Regions from separate parts of the Gossypium hirsutum genome. Here region 2 is linked to region 1. The links are chromatin contacts, called in public Hi-C maps. All regions are on one chromosome and are shown on one strand. The core of a region is the stretch at or near the end of the contact, and the rest is flanking DNA. Distances in the headings are between cores, read along the strand shown. Region 1 holds the start of LOC107914506 (thioredoxin H9). Region 2 holds the start of LOC107914514.

The links. A called contact is a pair of places that touch in the nucleus more often than the background predicts.
Region 2: a Hi-C map of leaf shows a contact between it and region 1, with 2.4 times the contacts expected there. The contact joins the promoter of LOC107914514 here to the promoter of LOC107914506 in region 1. A contact is called at or near these places in 2 of 34 Hi-C or Micro-C datasets (both in leaf).

Annotation. Positions count from the first base shown.
Region 1 is chrD10:18,484,367-18,491,947 of Gossypium_hirsutum_v2.1, forward strand. LOC107914506 (thioredoxin H9) reads right to left here and starts at 5,185. Exons shown (of 5, transcript XM_016843441.2): 1 at 4,781-5,185; 2 at 3,863-3,929; 3 at 1,245-1,367; 4 at 778-900; 5 at 1-18. The coding sequence starts at 4,830. LOC107914507 (ubiquitin-conjugating enzyme E2-17 kDa) reads right to left here. Exons shown (of 5, transcript XM_016843444.2): 2 at 7,441-7,556; 3 at 6,688-6,815; 4 at 6,477-6,581; 5 at 5,698-6,062. The coding sequence starts at 7,510. The coding sequence ends at 5,919.
Region 2 is chrD10:18,625,251-18,632,799 of Gossypium_hirsutum_v2.1, forward strand. LOC107914514 reads right to left here and starts at 3,806. Exons shown (of 1, transcript XM_041102159.1): 1 at 1,992-3,806. The coding sequence starts at 3,218. The coding sequence ends at 2,265.

The sequences.
Region 1 (7,581 bases), core at 3,935-6,434:
CCGTGAGGTGCTGAAATCCTGTATCACCAATCAATTTGGCTTCTTTATAGTAATGATAGTAGTATAAATAATAAACTAAAATGTCACTTTTTTTGCATATACATACATATATATAGATTTATCTCCCCTAGCTATATGTGGAGACTGACCCACTGCTCACTATTATACAACCCTAAACTTTTTCTGCCTGATTCGAGCCTGCGAGTTATCAACATAAAGCTAATAGCATGCTTGCCCGCTTGGGATCCTATATATTTGCTACTAAACCTGTCATTGGATGGATCAGGTTTGCTTTGGGTCGAATCAATCTAGTTTGTGCCAATTCAAGTTTTAAATTTTTCGGTGATCTTAGTTCAGGTCAGTTTTAGGTTCAGATCAGATCATCAAGGGTTAGAATCATATCAGGTTTTGGTCACTTTAGGTTAGGCCATTTCGGGTGAGTCGTTGGCTCTTTATGGTCAAATTGGGCTCATGTTTGATTGATCAGGTTGGCTTGATGGTCAGGTCCACATGAACAGGTCTATTTGCTACTGATAATTGAGTGAATGACTGCCACTCATATATATCGAGCTAAATTTGGTTTTTATGCAAGGCGAAGCTGTTGATAAGACAATTCCACTGACAGTACCAAAAGAGTAAATTGTCAGGATACAGTCCATATAGCAGACCACTCTTTTAATCACTAGACACAAATGAAAAAGAATATAACGCATACAGAAACACACATGACATGCATATATAAAGTTGGAGGTGGCAGATAGACGTTTCAATACTTACAGTTAGTTCATCAACATCTATCAACAAGAACATCAGAGAAGGGTGCTTCTCTGAGAGTTCACAATAAAATGGTGCAAGCATTCTACAAGGCCCACACCATGTCGCACTGAAGTTTGCAATAACCTGATAAATCATTGGGCTTTAGACATTAGATAAATCAAGGGATTCATAAAAACAACAAATTCTCAAGTAAACATGCAAGGCTTATGAGTGAACTCAGGGCATGTAGTCTTTCCAGGAAAAGGCAAATTAAAGGAGAAAGGAATCCATAAAGAAGCTACGGCCATCGTAGATATAGCTATTCACATAGAATTTTCATGTGTGAGAACATATTAAAACGGATAGAGTTTTACTCCCAAGGGTATAGAAATTAAACGAAGAGAGGTTTGAGAAATGATGGGAAATCCTCTAGCATCGTTTCTACTGCCCTGTTACCTTGCCTGAGTAGAAAGTAATAAGAAGCTTACAATCTTGCCATCTCTCTTTGCTTCAGACAACTTCTGATCCCAATCCTCTTTAGAGGTAACCCGGTGCACATTTCCACCAACAAACTCAACAGCCTGTTCTGAATCAGATCCGTCAGACTTATCCTACAAGTAACACAGGTATCAAACAACTTTAACCAGGTAGAACTGATAACCCACGCAGGATTGCAGTAAGTGTTGAGACAAAAAAAAGTCGGTAAAGACTAAACCATCATCTTTGTTAGTTAAAAGAAAACATCATTAACAAAACCATTGAATGGCTTTCTCGGACTGAACCCCATTCCCGAAGGCAAGACAGTAGAATCTTTAGGCATTAGACTTATCAGTAGTATGGTAAAATGTCTGTTTTCTTTTTTATAAATAAATGTTAAACAGAACTTTTACAACAAATAAATGATAGTTAGTCAACAAAGAGGTCTAGAAAACCAGTTCACCTGAGAAACTATATAGCAAACACATGTATATATATTTAAAAAAACAATTATGGCCTATTATTAGTGTGAACAGTTTGCAACAAACACTACCAAAAAAGGAACAAAATGCCGTAGCTATATAAGAACATATAAACGGTAGGATCTGCATATTCTTCAGCTCAGAGTTCTTGCATTTTTAGCTTTTTTATTTAAAGCTCTCGAACAATTGTCATCATGACTTTTGTTGATATAGGTCTAGGTTGTGGAGGAGAAGGGTAGTTCACACAGTGATGCTAAGAGCTGCGTATGGTGGTTAAGAAGCTAGGAAAGGTGCTTTTGGGTTTTTGATGGTATTTTGACAAAGTTTGGGCATGTAAGTGTCTTTCACAATTCCTATAAGGCTTGAATGGGATGGCCATATTTGCTATCGATCCTCATCAATTTCATCATCTTCACAAAGAAATTTTTATATCCTCCCGCATCCTTTCTCCATTCCCAACATTGTCAAACCCATCAGCACTAAAGATGATTCACTCATTAGATTTTTCTTTGCTTATCAACTCAACACCTATGTTTCGTCGTAAATATTATGAATGGTCCTTTATCATCATCATTCAGCCCATTCCCACAATCACCAGAACCAACTCTATTCCCAAAATTGTCAAACCCATGAGCTCTAAAAATGCTTCCCTCATCAGATTTTTCTATGCTTATAAACTCAACACCCATGTTTCTTTTACCATCATCATTTAAGCCCATTTCCGCTATCACCAAAACCGACTTCCCTTGCCATTGTTGACACACTCATTCCTTTCATATTCACCATTTTACCTTCTTGCTTCTCTTCACTTCCACCATCCCTTCTCAAACATATGAAGTTGGACAATTCCTTCTTTGTCAACATAGCTTTCATTCTCAGCTGTTTGAACTTGGCCACTTGTTGCTTGTACCAACAATAAGGTCAATAGAATTTACCCATATAATCAAATTCGAGTTTCCAAGTTATGCACACCTCATGGAAAGCAATTGGGCAGCCATTTTTGCTGCAGACCAAAACCTAGCCACTGCTGCTATTGCATTTAATACAATACTCTCCTTTTAACCAATCACCAACAATGCAGTCTCCAGCATGGTTTCCTCTTGCACATCTATCCACCATGTTGACAGAATAAAGAATTAAAACATTATCACCATCATCATCATCCTACTCACCAACACCATCACCCACCTTGTCATCAACATCCGCATGGACATCACTTTCTTTGCTGTTGCTAACACACTTGCTCCTTTTAGGTTTACTATTTCATCTTCCTCTGCCTGCGTCCTTTCTCCATTCCCAACACTGTCAAACCTCTAAGCTCTAAAAATGCTAAGGATGCAAGTGGAGGAAGATGAAATAGTAAACCTGGAAGGAGCAAGTGTATCAGCAATGATAAAAGAAAAGTGAGTTTTGATGATTGTAGAAATGGGCTGAATGATGATGATGAGACTACTGATCGATGAAATACAACAGGGTGTTGAGTTTATAAGCAAAGAAAAATCTGATGAGGGAAGCATCACTAGAGATGATGGGCTTGACAATGTTGGGAATGGAGAAAGGGTACAGGAGGACCGACGGCAAATACAACTATCTAGTTCAAGTCTTGTAGGAAGTGTGGAAGACATTTAACTACCCAAAATCTGCCAAAAAAAAACACCTTTTGAACCAGCATATCGGGCTGTAAGCACCACAATGTAAACCACACTTCTCCACAACCCAGACCTGTATCAACAAATGTCATGCTGACAACCGTTCAACAGCTTTAAATAAATGCAAGAACTCTGAGAATTTTAAATTGGATGAAAAATGTTTCAGAACAAATTTGCATGTCCAATAATGGACGTAAAATATCAGCAAACTTTAATTTTGAAAAGTTTCAGAATATTTTTTGGTTTATTTAATTAAAGATTCATTGCATCTTGGCCAACATAATTCTCTCATCAGATATATTATTAAGTCATTAAAAACTCAAAAGACCAAAGGATTATACCCTGTTCTTGCGGCAGTACAGTTACTAAACCTATCAAAATGTTATTCACTGATAGATAAATAAATGCAGAAAACCCGAGAACCAGAACGATAACTATTAGGCGAGAAAACCAAAATTGCATGCTATAAAATAAATAAAATGTGCTAAGAGCACTTACCTTAGAGAAGCAATGTCCCATATTTGAAAAATGCCAAAACGCCAACTGCAGCAATGTATCAGTACCCCTGAAAGTTGGGAAGACATCAAATTCCAGACATTGCAGACTTAAGTCCATGGTAAAGAAACAATTTTAACTATCAATTTATACACAATAATCAATCTTAAACAAGTTAAAAGTAAATCCACACTACTTCCACACAGGCAATAAACTTCAAAAGGCATAATAGCTGTATTATTTCCTAATAAACAATACTTGGATAAAACCCTAAGGGTATGTATTTACATTTCTGAATAAGTTACAGTCCATCCTGTTTTTCAAACCCAAAATTATGATATACAAAACCAAATCATGCTATTTGCTTTCTCAAATCCTTGCCAATAAAGCAAAAGAAAATCCTCCAAAAATGAAATTCTCATTCGATTGAACAAATAGTCAAAATGCAACAACAATTCCAACGACATTTAGACATAGCTTTTTCACTTGAATTATCAGAATTTTAACAAATACCAAGAAAGGAAACAGAAAAGTAAAAGAGTAATCTGAAAGTACTCTACAAATGGAAACAAAGAGAAAAGCAAGCTAGGAATGCAAGCTAAGAAGATTAATAGAACACCCGTCAATTACCAACTTAGAACAAAGCGACGGCTAATTTACCTGTAAAGATTAAGGCTTGATTTTCCGATTAGATTGGTGACAATAAAAAGAATCCAATACTAGATGCGAAAATTAAAGTAACCTTGCGGTTTAAGGAATCTAATGAAGTAGAAATTAAATAAAGAATGAGTAAGCAGAAAATTTTGGGTACGAAAAGCTTCTGAAAAATCAATGAAGGAAACAGAGTAGTAGATTAGAAACCCAAAGTCTCCAACACAAACAGGAATAGAGTCAAGCAGGCTCAAGCTTCGAAGGACTGACCTGTTCTCTGACTGTTTAGATCCTTGCCTTTTGCATCGCAATTTACTCATATACCCCCATGTTTTTCGCTGTTGCCAACAGGTTGAATTTTTCTAGTTTCTATTTTATATTTTAGAATAACTAAAAAATTTTAGATCAAAATATGCCACTAATTTCTAAAATATTCTTTTTCCGACTAATCCTTTATTACAATTATCGCAAGATTTAGTTATTTTTATTTATATAATTAGTATTTTTTTAATTAAAATTTACCTACTAAATACATTCATACAAGCAAATTTGGAAGGAAAAAAAGTAATGGGTCAATAATTGAAAAAAATAAAAGATTTAATTTTTAATTTATGCTCCGTAAGTAAAATAATTAATGTTGTGGAACAAGAAATTTTCAGTGCTGAAATGCAGTTGTTCCATTCAAGTCTGTATAATTTAAAATTAATTAAAGAAATTCTTAAGCTTGAAGCTATATCAACAACCTTATTATGGGGTTGTGGTTAAAGAATTACGATTCGTTTTACCTAAAGTTTGGCAACTGTTTTCAGTTGCCCTAAGGGTTGGGTTGTCCATTTATGGTTATAATTATTTGACATGATGGTTTCTTACCTCAACTCATCAGTCCCTGCACTTTTTAAAAAATTTGAAATTCAATCTCATACTTTTTATTTTTTAAATTTTGACCCTGTTAAATGTTTTTTATTAAACATATTAGTGTGAAATTTTGAAATAAAAAAAAAATTTACCTAACAACCATGTAACTAAAAAAGTGATATTATAATAACTTGAATTTAATAAAAAAATTTAACAATTTTAATATAGGGACTAAATTCCAAATGTTGGAGGAGCACAAGGACTGATGGCATATTTTTAACTGTTAAAAATTTTGTAGTCAAACCATAATCCTCCACTTATAAGCATGAAAGTTTTAGGAAATGCTTCATCATATAACAAGCTATAAAAAGACATGGAATGGAATGGCATTCTCTCTTACAACCATAGACCCACCTTTGATATAAGATGTCCACATAATTCAAATCCAAATCTAAGCACAATCACAAGTTCCTTCCCAAACCAAAATATATGAAGGTTTTAACACATACATGGCATCGTACAAAAGCCAATACGTATTACCCACTAACCACCATCATCCCATGGCATACTTCTGGGTCCAGCCACGTGCTGTAGCTTCATACTTTGCCCGATCAGTCTTATACATGTGCGCAATCTCCAGAACAAGTGGGTCATCAGGGTTTGGATCAGTCAACAACGAGCAGATCGAGAGCAGAACCTGGTTTCGCATTGGAGTTAAACTCTTTTATTTCCAATCAGCGGCAGAAGCCAATGCAAAGAAGGATAGTAACAACAACAATATAATAGTTCATCTTCTAAAGTGGCTAAAGTTGGTGCGTATTGCCAATGATATTTAATCAAGGTTGGTCTTTCTCTTCTGATATTAATTATTCAATTCCCAGAAAGAATTAAACTCGGGGAGTAACTGTAGTGATTGTTCGTGTGTTGGAAACGCATACAAACTCGTAAAATGCAAGTCTAACTTATAACCAATAGAAAGTAATTTTACCCAAGGATATTGAAATCATTTAAAAGTAACACCAGAGAAACTTTTGTGCAGCCATAGTCGGCCAAAAACCAAGATTCTGCATGTGTATGAAATACCATAAGGTTAACAGGAGTAAGGTCAAACCTTGGAAATGGTTAGGGCTGGACTCCACTGTTCTTTTAGGATATCAAGACAAATGCTCCCATTGCTATTGATGTTTGGATGGAAAACCTTGGTCCTAAATGCAACCTAAACATGATGGCAGCATTATCCATGAAAAGAGGACGTACCACTCAAACAACATTTCACACACAGAGAAAAGGGATAATAAAACGATCCAGGTGAAGCAAACTACCTTAGGGGGCTTGAAAGGATAATCTGGAGGAAAATGAATACTAACTAAAAATACACCTCCCGCATAAGGGCTATCGGAAGGGCCCATGATTGTTGCTTGCCAATGAAACATGTCTTCAGCTACAGGTCCTATCACAAAAAAAAAAGTGCAAGCATCCCGAGGTTAGTGACATAATAGAGCATCACATGACAAAGTTAGGTCTAAAGAATGCGAATCGAAAATTTTGTAGACTAAAAACTTAGGGACTTCGGACCCATGCTACATTGTTGAGGGTCACTAGCCCAAGCCGTACCCTGGCTCCCTCAAGGACTTCTATATAGTAGAGGTCTTGAGTTCGAGCCTTGCCATTAGCTAGCTTTTCGGCAACCATGGCACCATGTGCTCGCTCTTCAGTAACTCTGGCTCCTGCCTATTCAGGCATCCCGAGACGCGCACCTGCTTTGTGAACCCATCAGCGCTCTCGACAGAGAGACAAAACCTCGACATGTTGAGGGTCCGACCCTCAGCATCCATGGTTACGGAATTTCAGCGATAAGCACTGGGGATGGACAAAAGCAAGCTTGCTTGAGCACAGGTTATAAGTATACAGCCAAATACATATAATCCTAAATGGAATTCAATACATTCATGGGTATATAAATGACACGTATTGTACATGAAACCAGAGAAAAGAAAAATAGACAAAGTGGTATAAATGAAGTTATTATCAGGAGGGGCATAAAATTTATGTATGTCCAGAAAAAGAAAAGGGACCTGCACTGCAAGAAGTGGGTGGATCCTTTTGCAAATCCTTGAGTTCCTTCAAAATCCGCTTCGAGGCCATGACGCTTTGAACAGACCACAAGAATCCTAAGAGGACAGGAAGGAACCTGAAGACAAAATCAGAAAAAACCA
Region 2 (7,549 bases), core at 2,556-5,055, 140 kb after region 1:
GATGAAGACAATGACCAATGCAACACTGAAACAATTTCTATCAATATCGTAAAACAAATATTGTGGTAAGGCAACTATTTGCAGCACAAAAGGTAGAAAACAAGATTTGTATCATATTGCCATTCTTCACAGTCCACTATAAAACAATGACAACTTTGGTATTGCATACTGGACTGCTACAGTTTTATGAAAGCAGTATCATAAGCTGCTATAGTCTACAAAGCAAAGCCTATCACATGCACAGCCTTACAAGATCACTTGGGTAGAAAAAGAAAAACACCATTCCAGTAGCTATAAAAATGATCATTTCGATTCCTATAGTAGCTATAAAATTAATAACTGGTGTAATATCAAGCCTACGACTATTAGAAAATTTCTTCTACGTAAGCCATGGTTATATGGCAGAGATAGATACAAAAAAGGGAAGCAGATACTATTTTCTTTCTAGAAACAACATGAACTAGTCTTGTCTAGCAAAAAGGGAAAAAAGTAGCCATAAAGAAGCCTATGTCTCCGGAAGAACTCAAGAAATACATCATGGGAAAGGCCAAGATTACTGAACCCGCAAAGACATGCTTAACCACACTACCAAATGCAATTTTAAGTAGAAAGTAAAGAGAAGAAGGCTGTTGATGCCTTGAATAGAATGATGTACATCTTAAATTATACGCCTGCTCAAGTAAATTGGATTTGAGAGGAATTATTCAAGATGCAAATATTTCGGCATATTACATGTTGCAATAATGGCTGGACAGAAACGTTAACATCCACTATTCTATACAAGATAGTTATCCATTCAAAGATACTCTCTTTTGTCTTCCAAGAACTTCATCTCTTCTTCATCAAGACTCAAGAGACGTATTGCACCTACATTCTGATGATCAGGGATGTGACAAAGTAGTTACCAATTTGAAGATTCTCTATTCTGTCTTCCAAGTACTTTCATCTCTTCTTCATCAAGACTCAAGAGATGTAAGTCGTATTGGACTTGCATTCTGGTGAGCAGGACTTTTTTTATGTGACAAAACTAGAGTCAAGGTGGAAAAATAGAGTTTAGTGGCCAAGTTTGAGGGCAAATGTAGAAAGCATTGTTCAACAATTAACTACCCTTCCAACTTGATAAAGTCCATCAGAAAATTATATTTAGCAATGAAGTCTACAAACAAAATTGGCATTCAAGATAAGCAGATTTCAGGGAAGAGAAATGTTCATCATTTATATCAGACCAGAAGGATTTCCTACAAGCACTTTCAAGAGACTACACTTGAGGGGAGTAGGACCTTAGAAAAGTAAAAAGGAATCAATGTTTTGGCGTTACCAAAATATTTAGAGATCAGTATAATTTTTAATGTAGACTTACTACTTACCACATACATCATGATGTCACAAAAGATGCAAAAGGGGCTTCACAATTGCTACACTTCAAGAAGCAAGCAAAAATAACGGAAGATGTTGAAGATGGCCAAACTGCATCAACCAAAGAAGATGAGTTCCAAAAGTTCCTAATCCCTGCTGTGGTTAAAATTTAAGGGGAAAAGTCTCGGAGTCTGCTCCACCTCCTCTATGTCATATATACCTTATTTTCTTACTGATATAACATTTTTTTAGAACTTCTTTTTACAGAATAACTTTCCTTGCAGACCATTAACCTTCTTAAGACTACCATTATAGAAAGAACAAACATTTGTTTCTAGCTCAGCTACCTTAAGCAAGAAAAAAGATCACAGAATGCACAAGGATTACCAAAATTGGCTACAGGCGAAGAAGTTGGAATAAAGTTCTCTGTAGCACAGCTAACCAAAAATTATAGACAGAGTAAAACATAAAATTATAACTCAGAGCCACACATGTCCAAGCCTAACATTTGCCTCAAACCAACGGTAGTTGGAGTCAAGCTTTAACATCAGCTTTGCTTTGATTACAAAGCAACCTTTTCATCCTACATTCGACAGAAACAGACAAAAGTAAATCCAAAAACACAAGGCACCCCAGGAAGAAAAAAAAGGTTTTATTCCATACGAATGAGACAACTAAAATTCATGACATATAGAATAAAATCATTTCGGCTAAATGCACACCACAATGAATCATAGAATTATGAAAAGATTTTTGAGCAATAATAACAGACCTACACAAAAAAGAATCCTATATTACCCACACTACAACCGAGAGGTCACCAAGAACAAACCGCTAGAAAGAAAAAGAATGGGTGTGAGGCTGTGACCAGAAGAATTACTGAATACAGGAAAATGCTCGTATGAGGGTTAGGGCACATATTCGTTCTCAAGAGTTGGTTGAGTCCGAGTGACCGTTGCCGACGGTGCTTTTGTATCCCCAACGGAGGTCATATGTAGTGCTTCTCCCACTTCAGCAGCCTTTTCCATCTCTTGCATTTTCTTTCTCCGCTTGCATTTGCGTGCCCAGAGTACAAGGAATCCCAAGAATGCCAGCAATGCCACTCCACCCACAACAGAAGCAACAATTATCCATGTTCTTCTATTACTCTCCTTTCCTTCACTTCTGGTTGGTGGGCTTGGTGGCGCAATTGACTCAGTAACGATAGAAAAATGCCCCTGTTGGATAGTTGAACACTCATTGGCTGATGTCAAGTTACTTAATTTAACCAAACCATGTAAATCAAACCAAACACACTTGGGCAGTGACCCATTGGGAGCCAATCGAACATCTGAAAACTTGATTTTTATAGGATCCCCAGATGCTCTTAAATCCAATTCCGGCAAATTGGTAGCCGATAAGTTAGAAGCATCATAAGCAAGAAGACCCAGAACAGGAGCGAGATAGGTGTAGTTGGGAAGCGAATAATACCGCAGGGACCAATTGCCCAAGTTCTGGTAAACCAAAACAAGCCTTTCCACATAAGGTTGCTCCACAACTCCAATGGGGATCTCGAACTCCTTGTACATCCTCACACCCCTGGTCCGCAAGCTACCACTCCTCAACCTCATTGCTGTAATGCTAATCCCAGTGAAATTAGAAGGAACGCGGGCATCGTAGGGCACTCCAGTCCTAGGGCGTACAAAGGCCCTGTAAGCATAGTCTTGAAGGAGCGCATCCAGGGCTCTGGCGGCGCTTGTCGAAGAGGCATTAGCATCAAAAGATTGAACCAGTAGAGGCGAGACTAACAACAAGCAGATAAACACAAGGAGCATCGCGAGACTCGGAAGCAGCGGGACGGAAGCACGAGTGTCGAAATTCATTTATAATGCAAGCGGGTAAGCGATGTGACGGGGGCAAACAGGAAACGGCATTGAAGCAATTGCATGAGCTTTCAAGGAAAACAGTGATAAAAACAACTGTCAAATAAGCAGATCCATAGTTGAAAAAAAAAGAGAAAAAAAAGGTAAACTTAGGATTCTGTTTTGAACATCAACTTGTAGAAGAAGCTGAGAGGCGAAGAGAGTAAAGCGAGAGGGAGCAGAAAAGGAAAGGAAAAAGGAAGGAAACAAAAAAAAAAAATACTGCTAACGGTAGTAGAATGAGTCGCAATCCTTGGAATTGATTAGCAAAATCAAAACCATAAACGATGAAAATGAGCTAGATTTGGGCAATCTGGGGGATGCCCAATATTCACACTCGTTTACCACAAAAATTTTCAAAAAAAAAATGGAGAAACGCTCTACTGCATGTTTATATAAATGCAACGGACATACATACATACAGAGAGAGAAAGAGAGAGGAGAGAAAAGAGAAAGGAAAGAGAAAAGAAGAGAAGAGAAAGGGGTTTTTTCCTATTATTATTTTTAATTTTTATTTACAGGTTGTATGAAGTAGTAGTTGCATAAGCAGTAGTAAAAATAAAATAAAAAAAATCTCTTAAACCCCACTGTCCACATGCTTGCTTTGCTTTTATTTTTTAGGTGTTTTGTTTGTATGGGGTTTTTTTTTTTCTCTCTCTCTCCATACTTAGTGCTACCACATTATTTGCTTTCTTCAGCTCCTAAGGCGAACGTGTCCCTCTCTAACTTTTGTCTTTCTTTCTATTCTTTATTTTTTTTTCCCTTAGCTTGAATTAGCTTAGGTTGCTGTGAACATATGAACTATATAGCAAACAATGAAAGAAAGAACCTACACAATTGAAATTTGTTTCTTGAGTCTCAATCTCAGTGGGGATGGTTGTTGACAACAAAGTGGAAAGTCTAAAATGTAAACTCATGTGTCAAGGAAATTGTCTTCCACTCTCAATCAATCGCTTAATCCCCCCCCCCATTTACTTATTTATTTCATAGTAATTCATATATATATACATAGTTTCATAATTCGTATATTACCAACAACTGGCTTCCTCGGGATTTTAGTCACGATGGCATTAGGGGTAACATCAAGTTATATATATTAGATGGAGTTGGAGGCTATGGCCAAAGCTAAAGTCAATTTACGAAGAATAGTGACCGGAAGTCAAAACACCGACAAACTTGGTTCAAAAAACAAACCCAAGAAACGAAAATAGTGGCTAGTTGGAAGATTACATATAAGGGGGATGTTTCACAATGATACAGTGATTCCTACCTTTACAATAGTATGGAGATTGACAAATTACACCACAATCTCTAAAGGATAAAAAAAAAAGAAAAGATTGATGGATGGAAGACCTTAGAGTTTCGATAACCATATCCTTCTACTACAAAATTACTATGTTGATTTCTGGCCTATAGATTATAATTTAACAAAACAAAGTTTTTGGATCACCATACATGGGCTTCTTATATAGTAATGGAAGTGGTAGTGAAAATGAGATTTGCTGCTATTATTGGGACTTTCGTTATTGCTGATGTTTTAATTCATGTTCAAATAATTTCTTGAATTGCTTTTTCATTCTCGCGCTTAAACTGATTTCCAAATCGATCTTTGGACAACATTCTGGACATGACTTCAAGACAACTCAAGTGAAGTTAGATGTTGCATTTTGACTTTTATCTCCATATTTACTTTTTTCATAAGCAAATGATTCTCCTAACTTAATTTATCTCTTTCAGAACTATAATGATCAAATTTTACTGATTGACTAAACATGAAGATCGGCATGTCTTATCTAATAAAACTTATTATTATCCTTTAAGAATTTATCTTGTGGATTAAATTGATGAATTACTTAGCTCATAAGGCTTTATCTTTGAATAAATATTGGAGGTAAATATCTTGGATTATTATTCAATTAAAATGATAAATTTATCTACAAAAAAAATCATTAAGGGAAGCAATCGTATTGTGCATATAAATAGGTCGTTTATTCACATATAGAGATACATATTTTGGATAGTGTTTGTGTTGGTATTGCTTGTCTCTTTGCTATTGTGTTTTGAACTCATTTTCTAGGCAATATTAAAGAGACTTGAAACTATTGTAAGCGAGGTATTTGAGTGAGTGATTGTAACAAGTTGGAGTTATTTATTAGGGCTACAATTACTTGTGTAGGGTAGATTGGGATTTACTTGATAGATTACTGAACTAATGTTTGAATAAACTATTCTGAGTAAGGCGCCATAGAGTAGGATTATTTTTGAACTGCGTTAACAAATGTCGTGTATTTATATCTCTCTTTACCATAACTGTTTTTTATCTTTGTTCACTATTTTGTTCAAACTTGTGTTTAGACATTAGATTAGACATTAGTTTGAACAATAAGTAAATTAATTGTTTTTTCAACTACAAAAATTGATGATTGGGAATGGAGAATTAAAGTTCCACAACTTCAAATACAATTATAATTAAAAAAAAGTAATAAAAACAAGGAAAGAATTTCCCCAAAGGCACAATTTTATTAATAGAAAATTTTGAATATTGACGAGGAAACATGCTTTTGATAGAAAAAGTTACAAGGGCATTTATTAAAGTATTAAACAAGGCTTAAGTCGGAAATGGTGGATGACATGAGGATTGTTCTAGCAATCATAATGACGGTAACAACGGGTTCTAGGTACACAATTTTTTAGGATTGTGGTAAGGAGTTGTTTATTTATCGTTATTGTTATAAGAAGTTGATTAAAGATGATGCGAGGCAAAACTAGCTAATTACCATTATCTCTAGTTACAAGTTTATTAAAGGTGATGTAAAATAAGCTATCTCCTTATTTTTATATAAAAAAACATGTTTTCTTATCGATTTAATAAACTTGGAGATTTAGGGTTAAAAATATTGTATTTTACAAAATTTAATATCAGAGCTCAGCTCAACTACTCCACTATATACCTTGGTAAAGGCATTTGAGGTTTAGCAACTTTACCTTATGTCTAAAGAATTTGTGATTTACTGTGATCATAAGTCGTTTAAAATTTTAAAAGAACAAGGTAAATTCAATAACAGACTTGCAAGGTAAATTCAATAAGAGACTTGCAAGGTAAATTCAACAAAAGACGCTTTACCTCATAGATATTATTTGATTATTACTTTCAATACTTGGCTACTAGGATTTGAACATATTAAATAACTTTATGCTAATGATTCTGACTTTACTAGCATTTATGATGAAAATTGGTGATATTAATAAATTTTATAAACATAATGAATTTTTGTTTGGAAATGATAAACTTTACATGTAACACCCCTCACCCGCTCCGGTCGCTGGACCCAAGCTATAGGATGCTACAATAGTTAACAAAGCATAACACATACAAATTCAGCTTTCAACATTCAATTAAGTAATAAAACATTCTATAATTTGAGCATAACATGATTTATAAGCAAATTCGAGTCTTAAACGATCTTATGAAAGCTAAAACTGAGGGACATAAATGCATAAATTCACCAGAAAATTACACAGTCGTGTAGCTAGACTGTGTAACCTACTAAAATCACGTGAAAATTAGATAACTAAATCAACAGTGCTCATTTGGGCATGTGGTCGGCCCATGTGACATTCGGGAACAGTGTGTACACATGCTTCCTAATTTTTAAATAGCACACGATCGTGTCACTAACCTATGTATGACACACGACCATGTGTCCAACTGTGTAGTGCAACAAATCACTAAATTCATAGCACATCTCAACCATTACAATGGGACCTAAAATGTACATTTTCTGTTACACCCGATTTCCACTAAGTCTGAAAATTTAGAAATAATTGAGGGGTTAAATTGAAATAAGCCATAAACTAGCAGCCACTGCTGAAAACTTAGGGAAACTTAATGACTGAATTGGACATTTTTGAAATCTAATTTTGGTTCGATTGGATTAAAATTAGCCGGTCTGTTAGTGGGAGACAAAATGATTATCAATGGATGGTTTCTATACATTTGAAGACCATGCATAAGGGGCTATAAATAGATGAGAAGTGAATTCTCAAGTGGACTCCTCTTAATTCTATTTCATTCTCTCCTCTTATTCATCTTCCTTGGTTGCTCTGAAGTAGAGATAATTATGGAAGCTTTGTATGGAGCAGTGATCACGAAGGTTGAGTCAGATAAGTAGAGAATCCAATAAGCTGGTAAGGTTCTAAGTCCTTTTGTGTACATAAGATTTAGAAAACAAAGCTAAGGGGCTTCAGAACCATTCTAGAGGTTCTACATGTTTCTGGAAAACTAAGTTTTA